3 separate regions of the Mus musculus genome follow, and regions 1 and 3 are each linked to region 2. Evidence: chromatin contacts called from public Hi-C and HiChIP or PLAC-seq data. All regions are on one chromosome and are shown on one strand. Each heading gives the region's core, a stretch centred on a gene start, on an enhancer-like site or on the middle of the called end of the contact. The rest is flanking DNA. Distances are from core to core; before and after follow the strand shown.

Region 1 (3,583 bases), core at 575-3,074, 800 kb before region 2:
TTGACCTTATTCTGTAGACCAATGCCCCATAATTGGCCGGTATGAGAATATTCTACCCAGTATGAGCTGTGAATAAGACTTCACCTCTCCCCTACCTCCAGTATCTTCCCTCTGTTTGAGGCTAGCTTGCAGGCAGTGGCCTCCATTGTCTGGTTACTTGGACATAGAAGTTGTGCCCCAAGGTTACCACGTCTGCACTGTAGCTGGTAGCTAACCCTTGGAAAGCAGAGGTAAGAGGATGCTTGAGAATCTGAGGCCAGCCTGGGCTACAGAGTGTCCCAAGAAAACAGAAAGTGCAAAACAGAAGAGTGCTTGTATTATGATTGTCTTTACCTCAAAATTTGCAACTCCAGGGTCCTGGTTTAGTTGGAATCTCACATCTACTTTGTAGCTGTATTGCTAGTCTAACACTGAAACATATTTCCCATGGTTGGCACCTGAAATGCCATTCATTTCAGCGAACAGCATTCTGGGTTGGAGCTATGGCAGGTAACCCTGTGCTGCCATTCTTGTCTAGAGGCATCTTGACAATACTGTCATAGCTTTGATGTGGCTTATTTGCTTGTCTAAGTGCTTCTGGGAGCAACAGCTCAGAATCATCCAGAGTCTAACCTGGTCTTTTGACTTGTTTTGTTGTTGATCCATAGCCTAGGCTGACCTGGAACTTAGAGATTTTTCTGCTTCATCCTTGTAAAACCTGGGATTAGAGTTGTAAGTCTTTATGCCTGCTTTTGGATTTGTTTTAAGAGTATTTTAAGTATTAGAAACAAAAACCACTTCTCCCCCCACCACACACACACATTTTGTTTGTGTTTTTGATTTTCAAGACAGGGTTTCTCTGTGTACTCTGGTTATCCTGGAACTCACTCTATAGACCAGGCTGGCCTTGAACTCAGAGATCTGCCTGCCTCTACCTCACAAGGAGTGCTGGGATTCCTGGCTTTAGAACCTTGTTTTGAATTTATTAGACACTGCCTACAAACAAAATCTTAACTAGTTGCCGGCATTAGGTTCCCATGTGGGTAATCAGATAGGAAGACTGGTGAGTTCCAGGCTAGCTTAAGCTACACAATGCACTCAGTGCCACACTTGGTTAGTGAGTTTGAGGCCAGTATGTGTTAGCAAACAGATGAAACATTGTTTCAAAAATCCAACCATCGCTATCCAAATTCAAAACCCAAAGCAAAATCAAACCTAAACCTAGACCTTGGCTTGGGTTGCAGTCCATGGAACCTTACACAGCATTCATAGGGTTTTTTTTTGTGTGTGTGTGTGTGTGTGTTTTTTTTTTTTCTGCCGAGCTGAATAAAATCCCCAGGCAGATGTGAACTGCCTTTGTGGGCACAGCTAAATCCTTGCCTGGTTGGAATAGAATTACTTGAAAGTTTCTGAACTTTCAAGAAATTTGAGACTATGGCTCAAAGAGGGAAAAGGGCACTCTTCCCATCTATGGCATAGCTATGCCCCCTGCTGTTGGCTGCAGCACCATTCTCCTTTTACTTGGGATTCAAGGGAGAGGCCTAGATTGGTAGGGGACTTCAGTAAAAAATAAAATCCCTCCATAACCCCTAGAACTACCTCCTTTGTGAAAAACCAACTTGTTAACAAAAGATAATCAAGTAATGCTCATCTTTTTAAGCTGAAGGCTTGTCCAGGGCTTGGGGCTGGGTGGCAGAGCAGATTCGGAGAAGAGATGTATGTGGTCACTGTCTTTGACTTTGGTGGCAGGGCGGGGCAGGGTCCACTTGCGATGCTGGTCCCATTGTGGTTGCCGGGAGACTGAGGGGCTCTCGGAACGGTGCCCGGAGGTGTCCATAAGGGTGGGGCAGTGTGGGGCCAACTCGTTTGGAAGGCAGCGGCGGGCACAGGATAGGGCTTCTGCAGCTGCAGGTAGACAGGCAGAAGACAAGTCGTGGGTCTTGTCTGGTCACAGAGGAGGTAGGTTGCTTTGAAGAGAACCCCGTGTTTTTGGCTTCTATAGACTCCAGCCACCTCTGGTAGGGGTGGCTCTCGGGAGGGGCCGTGGGGCTGCGAGCAGCAGAGCCTGATCGCTCCTGGTGGTCGTCACCCCGTCCCCCTCCATCCGGCTTGACCAGTCTCAGAGTGGAGGAGGACAGAGCTGTGCCCAGCCCCCGCCCCTACAGCCAGTACCCACACCAAGACGCACACGCTCCTTAATCTCCCCCGCCCTCGGTTGCCCGGGCGACAGCCCAGACGAGCAGGTGATGCATTGACAGCGAGCAGATGGTCCCCCGTGGAGGCGAGCGCGGCCCACAAAGCGCCCAGCGCTGTGATCCCACTGCGCCGCCCCCGCCCCGTGGCCCGCGCTGCCCGCATGCTAATAGGGGTCGGGGGAGGGGTCTGGGGAGGGGCCGTGCGCCCTGGGCACGCCCCTTTGCTCTTTGCAGTGACTTCACCTCATTTTTTTCCCTCTGAATGCCCTCTCTAAATCCTCCCTGCTTCTGAAGAGTTCTCCCACCTCACACCCAGCACGCTTCATCTCTCTCCGAACTCTCCCCGAGTGGATCAAGGCTGACACTCTCCCTCTTTTGCCTTGCTCCCATTCAGTAGTAGCAGGCCCTACCTTTGCTCCCTGCTGGCATTTCATGGTTGATTTGGGAAGACTAGAGGAATGGGTTTACCACAGCCCAGCCTTGATCCCTGCTTCTAGAACTGGCATTGGAATGGTAAAATGTGTAAAGACACCCGCCCGGACCCGCCCCCATGCCCCCCCCCCCCACCATCATCAATGCTTCAGGGCCTTTCAGGCTGCTGCTTCTTCGGACTTTCCTTTCTGGAAGGGCAAAAATAAATCACTCTCTGGCGACTACTGTGCTGCCCCTCCTGGGAAGCCCTCCCATTCACCCACCCTCCTCCCATTCATTAGACACACACACCCCCTTCTGTACCCTATTCACCGCTGTGTGGCAAATTGAGACTATCTTATAGTAAGGCCATGAAAACTGCTAGGGAGTATTCACAATTTTAATACTAACTTCATAGCTGTCACATAAATTCATTGCCAGGTCTACTCTATAATGGCCACGAAATAACTTTAAGAAAAGGGAGGGGGAGTCCGATGACAGCACCACGGCATCTTTCTTTGATTTGCAGGTGCTTACCCCCCTCCTTTAAACCATTACTACAGTAACTGTAGATAGCTTTCTTTTTCTTTTTTTAACTGTCACACGGAGTGCTTTAAAAAAAGCCATCCTTCTCCTTTTTATTTTACAGTAGATAAAAAATGCCAAATGCCAATAAAGGCTTTTTTTAAAAAAAGCAACAGAAAAAGAAAGAGAAAGAGAGACTAGTGAATAAAGTTGGGACAATACGGGTCACAGAGCTGTCGAAACTAATGTCATAGTGCGGCTGTTGGGCAGACGTACAGAAAACTTCTTGTTTCTTGATTTTTATGGAGATTTGGTGTGTGGCATGAAGCGCTCTCTGAACAGGTTTAGAACAAGTGGGAAAGAAAAAAACTCTTAATAAACTCCCCTCTGATGGTCTTTCTGCCCACAAACACCTGTGATTTACAAAGAGGCATTTTGGAGGACAAAGAGAGGCCAAGAGGGCCAGGCCATTG
Region 2 (3,370 bases), core at 153-2,652:
ATACCTAGCATCACCCACCACTGGAACAGTCTCACACCAGGTTTCTAATGTTCCTGTCTGAAAGGTAAACACTGCTGTGAAGTATTGACCACACAGAGGGTTGGAAAGAGCCCAAGCCCCTTGCAAAACCAAACTGGTTTCATTTGAGGACAATCACCACATCCCCAAGCAGGTTTCTATCCATGGGGCAGCGTAAAGAGGCAGTGTAGAGTTTCCAACTGGCCTCTGTCTCCACCGATGTGTCAGTACCTTCAAATCCCCCTGAGAGTCCGAGAGAGTAAGAGACTGAGGCAAGTCTGGCTCATTTCCATCTCCCCTGGGAAAGCACACCTGGAGAGATATCCGTGGAAAGCATGCAGCGTCTAATCTGGGCTTTTGTAACCTTCTTTCATAATTCACTTTCTTATCTACTGCCTCTGAAAGACCACTGAGAAATAGGTACAAACCGTATCAACAGAAGATCAGAACTCCATTCCCTGTGGCAAAGGCGAGTTTATACATTATAAATAGCAGAAGCAGCCGGCTTGAACCATGCTGCCAGCCACTTACCCAGTTGAGGGATTTGAATGACATCATAACCCTGGAGAGAGTATTGCTAGCCAGCTGGTATTATTTGGAATACACACTCAGACACAGACACAGACAGACACACACACTTACACACACACACATATGCATGCATGCACACATACACACAACTGTGTCTCACACACACACACACACACTCATTTATAGAGAACAATACAGCCAACGGGAAACAGTGTGTGCCTCCCATACTGCTTCCTTGGGGTCAAGGAGGTGACAGGCATCCAGCTTTGTTGAAAACTAGGATCATTTTATTTTTCAATCCATCCCAGATCTCAGCATAGCCTGATTCTCTGCACAAAGCATGACACAGTGTCCTGACAGGAGCCAGCCCACTGCTGCCTGGCCATCTATAGGTTTTAGGAAATGAGATCATTCCCCTTGCCTGGCAACTAGGACAAGGGTCACTCTATCCCCTCCACCTCCCCTTCCCCTGAGAGCTGCCTTTCGATCTAGTTTACCCTGGTCATTTCAGGGTTAACAGCATTGTGCTTCCTGGAGATAGTCTCTTCTTCCTTTTTTTGTTTTTTTTTTCCTTCAAATTTTGCATTTGCCCTAAAATATAAAGTTGCCCCCGTGTCCCACTTAGATCCTCTAATCCTGGTGAGGTGTATTAGCACACAAGTGTACCTTCAAACCCTGTGGAAAGTTAATCAGAGAACAGAGCCTATTTTTCTATGGCAGCCTCAGTATTTAATGTCTGCTAACCCTGTCAGAGACACACATTCTTTTAGGGGGGGGGGGGGTGAGTCTCTGTGCTCCAGTTTTTAAGAGCGAAGGTATGATGTTATTTGTCACGGTGCCCAAAAAAGTCCTTACTCGATAACTTTGCCAGAAGAGGGAGAGAGAGAGAAGGCGAATGTTCCCCCAGCTGTTTCCTGTCTACAGTGTCTGTGTTTTGTAGATAAATGTGAGGATTTTCTCTAAATCCCTCTTCTGCTTGCTAAATCTCACTGTCACTGCTAAATTCAGAGCAGATAGAGCCTGCGCAATGGAATAAAGTCCTCAAAATTGAAATGTGACATTGCTCTAACATCTCCCATCTCTCTGGATTTCTTTTTCGCCTCATTATCCCTGCCCACCAATTCATTTCCAGACTTTGTACTTCAGAAGCGATGGGGAAAATCAGCAGCCTTCCAACTCAATTATTTAAGATCTGCCTCTGTGACTTCTTGAAGGTAAATATCTCTTACTTTTTTTTTTTTTAACTCGTTGGAGAATTGTATTTAAACTGTGTACTGTTTTCTTCTGCCTAGAGTCTTTATTTGCTTTAGAATTTGCATTGTTTCAGAACTGGGGGTTATTTACAAATTGCTGAATGTGCAGTTCTGTGCGAGCTGTAAAAGGAGCTCCGGGGGATGAATGCATTTGCAGAGGTATCTGTACGGGTAGAAACTATTGCAAGGTACTTCTGCTAAAGCCTCCGCTTCCACAGGGCTTCCACACTGCCGTTTTAAGAGACTCCTTTAAATCTAGCCTATGGCTCGGGGCGAGAAAGATGACTATAAACTCGGGAGTGCTTCTCTCTCACAGGTGCAGGCGTTGGCTTTTTCAGAGCATGTTCTTGTGTCTGTGTCTATGTATGTGTGTGATTTGTCAGGACTTTATTTACGAGGCATGTCACAGATTAAAAGTTACATTTTAGATGATAGGAAGGCTTTTAAAAAATGCTTTTTTCTTTCTTTTTTTTTGGAGCCAAGAATCGGGAATTCTTTGCACTTCTGCCCAGAAAGTCAAAGTTAGGGGAAGTTTAATTTGCTTTTCTGTAAAAGCTCTTAGACAACTTGCTGTCTTTGCATATTCAGAAATTTTAAACAGATACAGGCTGTGCTCAGAAAGCAGGAGCTTACTGGCGGCTGCTTGTCCAACTTTTCTCTTTGGAAGGGGACTTTCGTGACTGAGCTGGGGTTTGAATTTTGGTTTAAGGCTCTGCTCTTAGACTCACCGCGCGGCGCGGCAAGGCAAAGCCTCTTTAGGTGAATCGGCTGCTGCTTGCCCCTGCTGCTGCTGTGCTGCCTCTGTCACTTGCCTCTGGCTCTGTCGCTCGCCCCTGCCGCTGCTGCTGCTGCTGCTGCTGCTGCTGCTGCTGCTGCTGCTGCCGTTTGCCCCTGCCGCTGTCTATGTTCTGCCTTCTCCTTTTGATCACTGGCCCTACTTCAAGTTTCCATTCTCAGCAAAATTATATCCTTCCAGACTTGTGTTTTTTCAATTTGCAAGCACTTCTAAGCCGCTGTCACCGGCTCCTTGGAGGCAGTTGCCGGAGGGCTTAATTCATAAAAGATCCCAGTCAAAGAGTGCAGCGGGTTTTTTTTTGTGCTGCATTCAAATGCTTCATCGCTATGAGTTTTTCTTAGGCAAGTAAGTGGCTTGGGACTTCGGGAGACAACCTTGTCAAGCACCTAATTGTGCCGTCCTCGCGCTGCCAGCAAGCTTCAGCCACCTTACAGGAGTGAAGTCAGCGTTCATATACGCTGTGTGGTCTGGCAGCTGGGATTGTGTGTCCCAAAGGGATTGTGGAATGTTACCTCGGCAGGCATGCATTCCACGTTTGGAAAATCGGCTCCAAATGAACTTTCTTTCCCTGCTGGGTCTGCAGAACATTTCAGAAGCGGAGCTAGCAATACCCTTCAACTTTTTTCCTGTGCTTGCAGCAGGAGATGGCTGAAGGGAGCTACTGCATGCGTGGTGGTCTTTGAAACATAGCTCAGGGAAGAGAGGTCAGCTGCCTAGAGCGATTGGTACACACAGGGCGCCTGCTGGCTTTGTACTCTGAGGCTCAAGGTAT
Region 3 (3,524 bases), core at 604-3,103, 560 kb after region 2:
GTATTATGCTAATTACTAGCTCCCAAGATGTTCTGAATAGCGCTCTACCAGAGAGTCTAGATGAGCATTTATCTATTTATTAAATGTATGCTTCTTGTGTTGTTCATTGTAGTTGAAGACGCCCATGCTGGACCGTTTAAGGGAGGCAGCAAACAGATGGTTTGGAGAGCCTACTTGGTATGTCCTCTGAACTCTAGTTGTTCTTTTGCACTGGGCCAGAATAAAAGTATGAGTGACAGAGACCTCGGGTCTTGCTGTGTAGTCCCAGCTGGCCTTGAACTTGCAGTCTTCCCGCCTCCACCTCAGGCATGCTGGGACTGCAGTCCTGTGCCAGAAGCACACCAGCTTCTCCGCTGTAAGTTTCCCCCAGCTCCGTGATACGGACGGTGAGTGGAATCTTCTCTTTGTTCTAGACAACAGACAAAGAAGCCCCTGGCTTAGTGCTGATGCAAGGCTTGGCGTTCCTGAGTGGATTCCCACCGACCTTCAAGGAGACGAGTCAACTGAAGACAAAGCTGCCAGAAAAGCTTTCCTCTAAAATAAAGCTGGTAAGACAGAAAAGGAGCCACCCGCATGGCACCTCTTATTTCATGCAAGTTTAGCCAACAGTCATAAAGGGCAAAGAGCAACTGCCCCATCTCAGTGTGCTGTCAGAAGTAGATCTGTGCGGAAGAGCCTCCCCCACTGCTTCCAGCAATCCTCCTGCCTCAGCATCTCAAGTGCTGGTATTACAGATTCGCACCTTCAAACTAAGCTCTGAAATTACTATTTTTATAATTTATCACTCACATTTTTCTTACTCTGTGTGTGTTGTGTGTGTTTTTGTGTGTCTCTGTATGTGTGTGTCTGTGATACATGTCTATGTGTGGGTGTGTTGGGGAAAGTCGTAGAAGTAGTTAGAACTCTAACATGCACATCTATGAAAGCTTTCATTCATAAGGGGTTGTAGATATGTATAAAGTTTGAAAATATGAAATTCTGATTAATAGCAAATCCAGCCACCAATGTGTTTAAGATATAAGTGTATTTCTTAGCCATCAGCCCTGACCATTCTTTCTCTAAGGATCAACTTTGGTTGGCTGGTGACCTTTTCCCGAACATTTCTTATTCTCTGAATCATCTGCCTGGGACAGCCGTGTGGGTGTTTTCTTGATGACCTTACGTCACGTTGTTGTAGCACATTAGGGGGTGGAGGGTGGGGGTGAACACAGCCTCTTTTGTCTTAGAGGAGCAGGCGTACAGTCCTTGCCTCTGGAATGGTTGAAATCTGGCTCTCTCATGTTTTTACCATTTAACAAAATTTGTGAGGGGCTGGAGAAGGTGGGGGGTGGCGGAAAGGGAGTAGCGAGTTCTTTCTCAGTTCTTGCATTAGTCATTCCATCCACCCAGAGATCCCTGTAACTTTTTCCTCCTTCCCTGGCTTCGATGGGTTAAGGTGCTTTGTGTTACGGTGAGAAAACCGCTGTGTGAATGATGTCGTTTTTTTCTCGGTTCCCTTCTTCCCCATAGCTAGCTAGCTTTGTCCCTTAGTTTGTTTCCCCTTCCTCCTCTTCCTCCTCCTCTTTTCTTCATCCTCATTTTTGTTTGGGGCGGTCTCACTCTGTAATCCTGACTGGCCGGCAACTTGCTATGTAGACTAGACTGTCCTCAAACTTTGTAACCTTCCTGCCTCTGCTTCTTCTTGGTGCTCCAGGAACTCGCCACTGTGCCCAGCTGTCCCCTGTAGCCTTTCTTCGTCTGACATAGAAACAGTTCCAGAAGTGCAATCAGTTAGCATGCAGTACTTGTATGGACCGGAATAGCACGAAGCCGTATTTGGGTTGTATTTGTGGTTAATCTTCAGTTATCCTAAAATAGATGCCGCATTTCCTCCTTCCCCTGAGGTACTTTCAGTACTGATTTGAGCAGTTGAAACTATAGACAGATTAGCTTTCGTTTCAGTCAAACTTTATTTGGCTTTGGCTGAGTCGCTAACATCAGAATGACCGATAAATTACATCGGTCCTTTCCATTGCCGACTCATCCCCGTTATGTGGGAAGAATGGTGTTCCCGATTCTGTTTCTGTAAGTCCACATTAATCAAAAATTTAAAAGCAATTAGGAATTTATTTTGTCTTAATTGTGTGTGGATATTTTCACATCCTGCTGTGTTGGCCCACTTGTGTGCTGTCAACACCTGACATGCCTGTTGGTGACCAGTGTGTACTGACATAGATAACAGTTCTGAACAGCGGTAGGCTCTGCCAGCTGCTGCTGTGTGGTGTGTGCAGCTGGGTGTAAGGTGTAGCGGTGACTTGAGTTTGGAGAAATGGAGACCCAGTAGGAACCGATGAGGGCGCATTTGAGTTCAGTTTTTCCAGTCTGCGTCTGTTAGGGGAAAGTGCGGGCAACCCTTGCTCCCAAGAGTGTGTGTATATGTGTGTACAGGAGTAGGTGCATGGGGAGGCCAGAGGTTGATGTCAGGTGTCCTCCTTCGTTACTCTCCCCCTGATGAGCCGGAGTCTCTTATGGAATGTTTGGCCTCAGCCTCAGCGGTTGGCCAGGTTGCCTGACCAATGAGCTCTAGGGAATCTGTCTCCCTTTCCCCAACCAAGCGCTGAGCTTACAGGCCTGCTCGGCTCGTACACGGGTTCTGGTGACCAGAACTCAGGTCCCTATACTTTTATGCAGCCACTTCCCAGCCTCCGGCCCTTCCATTCTTCCCCTTCTGGTTCTGTTATACACCTTCTGAGAAGGGTGGTTCCTGTCATCGGTTCCCAGTCTTTCTAGATGGTTTTTATCAAATACCTCCTGCATGCCAGGGAGTATGTGAGAGAGAACAGAGGGAATTAAGACATTTCCTTGGGACATGAACACTTCCACTATAGCAGTGCCCAAGGACGCCTGGGTTTTAGTCAAGGTAGGAGTTAAATGGGCTTTGCACCTTAGCTGGGTCCTCAACAGAGCCACTGTTCCTGGGTTGAGAAGGGAGTGCTCTGAGAATAGCCTGGAAAAAAATGTTGAGGGCTGGGAAGTAGGTAGTGTGTCTGGGGAGTTCCTAAAGGCCACAGGCTTCCTTAGGGATGGCTGGGGAGATGGGCAAGGCAAGGTTGCAAGTTACCCTCTGATTCTCACATGCATGCTCTTGTGTTCATACATCCTCACACACATGCACACACATATGCACCACATGCACACGCATGCACACGCACAGACTCCCACACCACAAAATAAAAAATAAATAAATGACAAAGTTTAATCAGCAATGATTGTATTAAGTTCCTGGAACCCACTGAACTAGAACTTGCCTGATGTGATCATCATTATACTAATGAGACCAATGTCACTCTGTCCTCAGTACGCTTGTGCTCAGTGAAAAACCCTTATCCTGAAGGCAGGGAGGGCTGGGACAGTAAGAAGACGATCTGGTGTGTTTCTGAGGCACACACCTTAGAGTAGGGGCACGTTCAGTCCTGCAAGCTCTTCCTATCCAGGGGCCTCTGGCCAAGGGAGGCCAGTGTGGGACTGGTTCCTGGAGCATCTGA

The links. Hi-C and Micro-C count contacts between places; a contact is called where the count stands out from the background. HiChIP or PLAC-seq counts read pairs in DNA pulled down with a chosen protein or histone mark.
Region 1: a contact with region 2 is called in an H3K4me3 HiChIP or PLAC-seq map of neural tube, with 6 times the contacts expected there. The contact joins the promoter of 1700113H08Rik here to the promoter of Igf1 in region 2. A contact is called at or near these places in 2 of 39 promoter capture datasets (liver and stem cell-derived epiblast-like cells) and 2 of 115 datasets of contacts at active chromatin or transcription factors (VIP interneurons and neural tube).
Region 3: a contact with region 2 is called in a Hi-C map of pro-B cells, with 7 times the contacts expected there. The contact joins the enhancer-like site here to the promoter of Igf1 in region 2. A contact is called at or near these places in 2 of 39 promoter capture datasets (cranial neural crest and embryonic stem cells), 1 of 484 Hi-C or Micro-C datasets (pro-B cells) and 3 of 9 other capture datasets (adipose tissue, liver and macrophages).

What each region holds. Positions count from the first base shown.
Region 1 is chr10:87,056,222-87,059,804 of GRCm38.p6, forward strand. It overlaps 1700113H08Rik (RIKEN cDNA 1700113H08 gene), which reads left to right and starts at 1,825. Exons shown (of 6, transcript NM_029685.1): 1 at 1,825-1,938.
Region 2 is chr10:87,857,650-87,861,019 of GRCm38.p6, forward strand. Igf1 (insulin-like growth factor 1) reads left to right here and starts at 1,403. Exons shown (of 4, transcript NM_001111275.2): 1 at 1,403-1,763. The coding sequence starts at 1,701. All of the region lies in intron 1 of Igf1os (a long non-coding RNA gene), which reads right to left.
Region 3 is chr10:88,419,013-88,422,536 of GRCm38.p6, forward strand. It overlaps Gnptab (N-acetylglucosamine-1-phosphate transferase, alpha and beta subunits), which reads left to right. Exons shown (of 21, transcript NM_001004164.3): 6 at 113-177; 7 at 414-548. Among named protein-coding and RNA genes, the nearest start is that of Sycp3, 39 kb to the right of the region's middle. Within about 2 kb of position 1,854, at least 107 of the 459 cell types and tissues checked have an H3K27ac peak or open chromatin away from gene starts, as enhancers often do. A contact at or near this core is called in macrophages and pro-B cells, where this site is marked.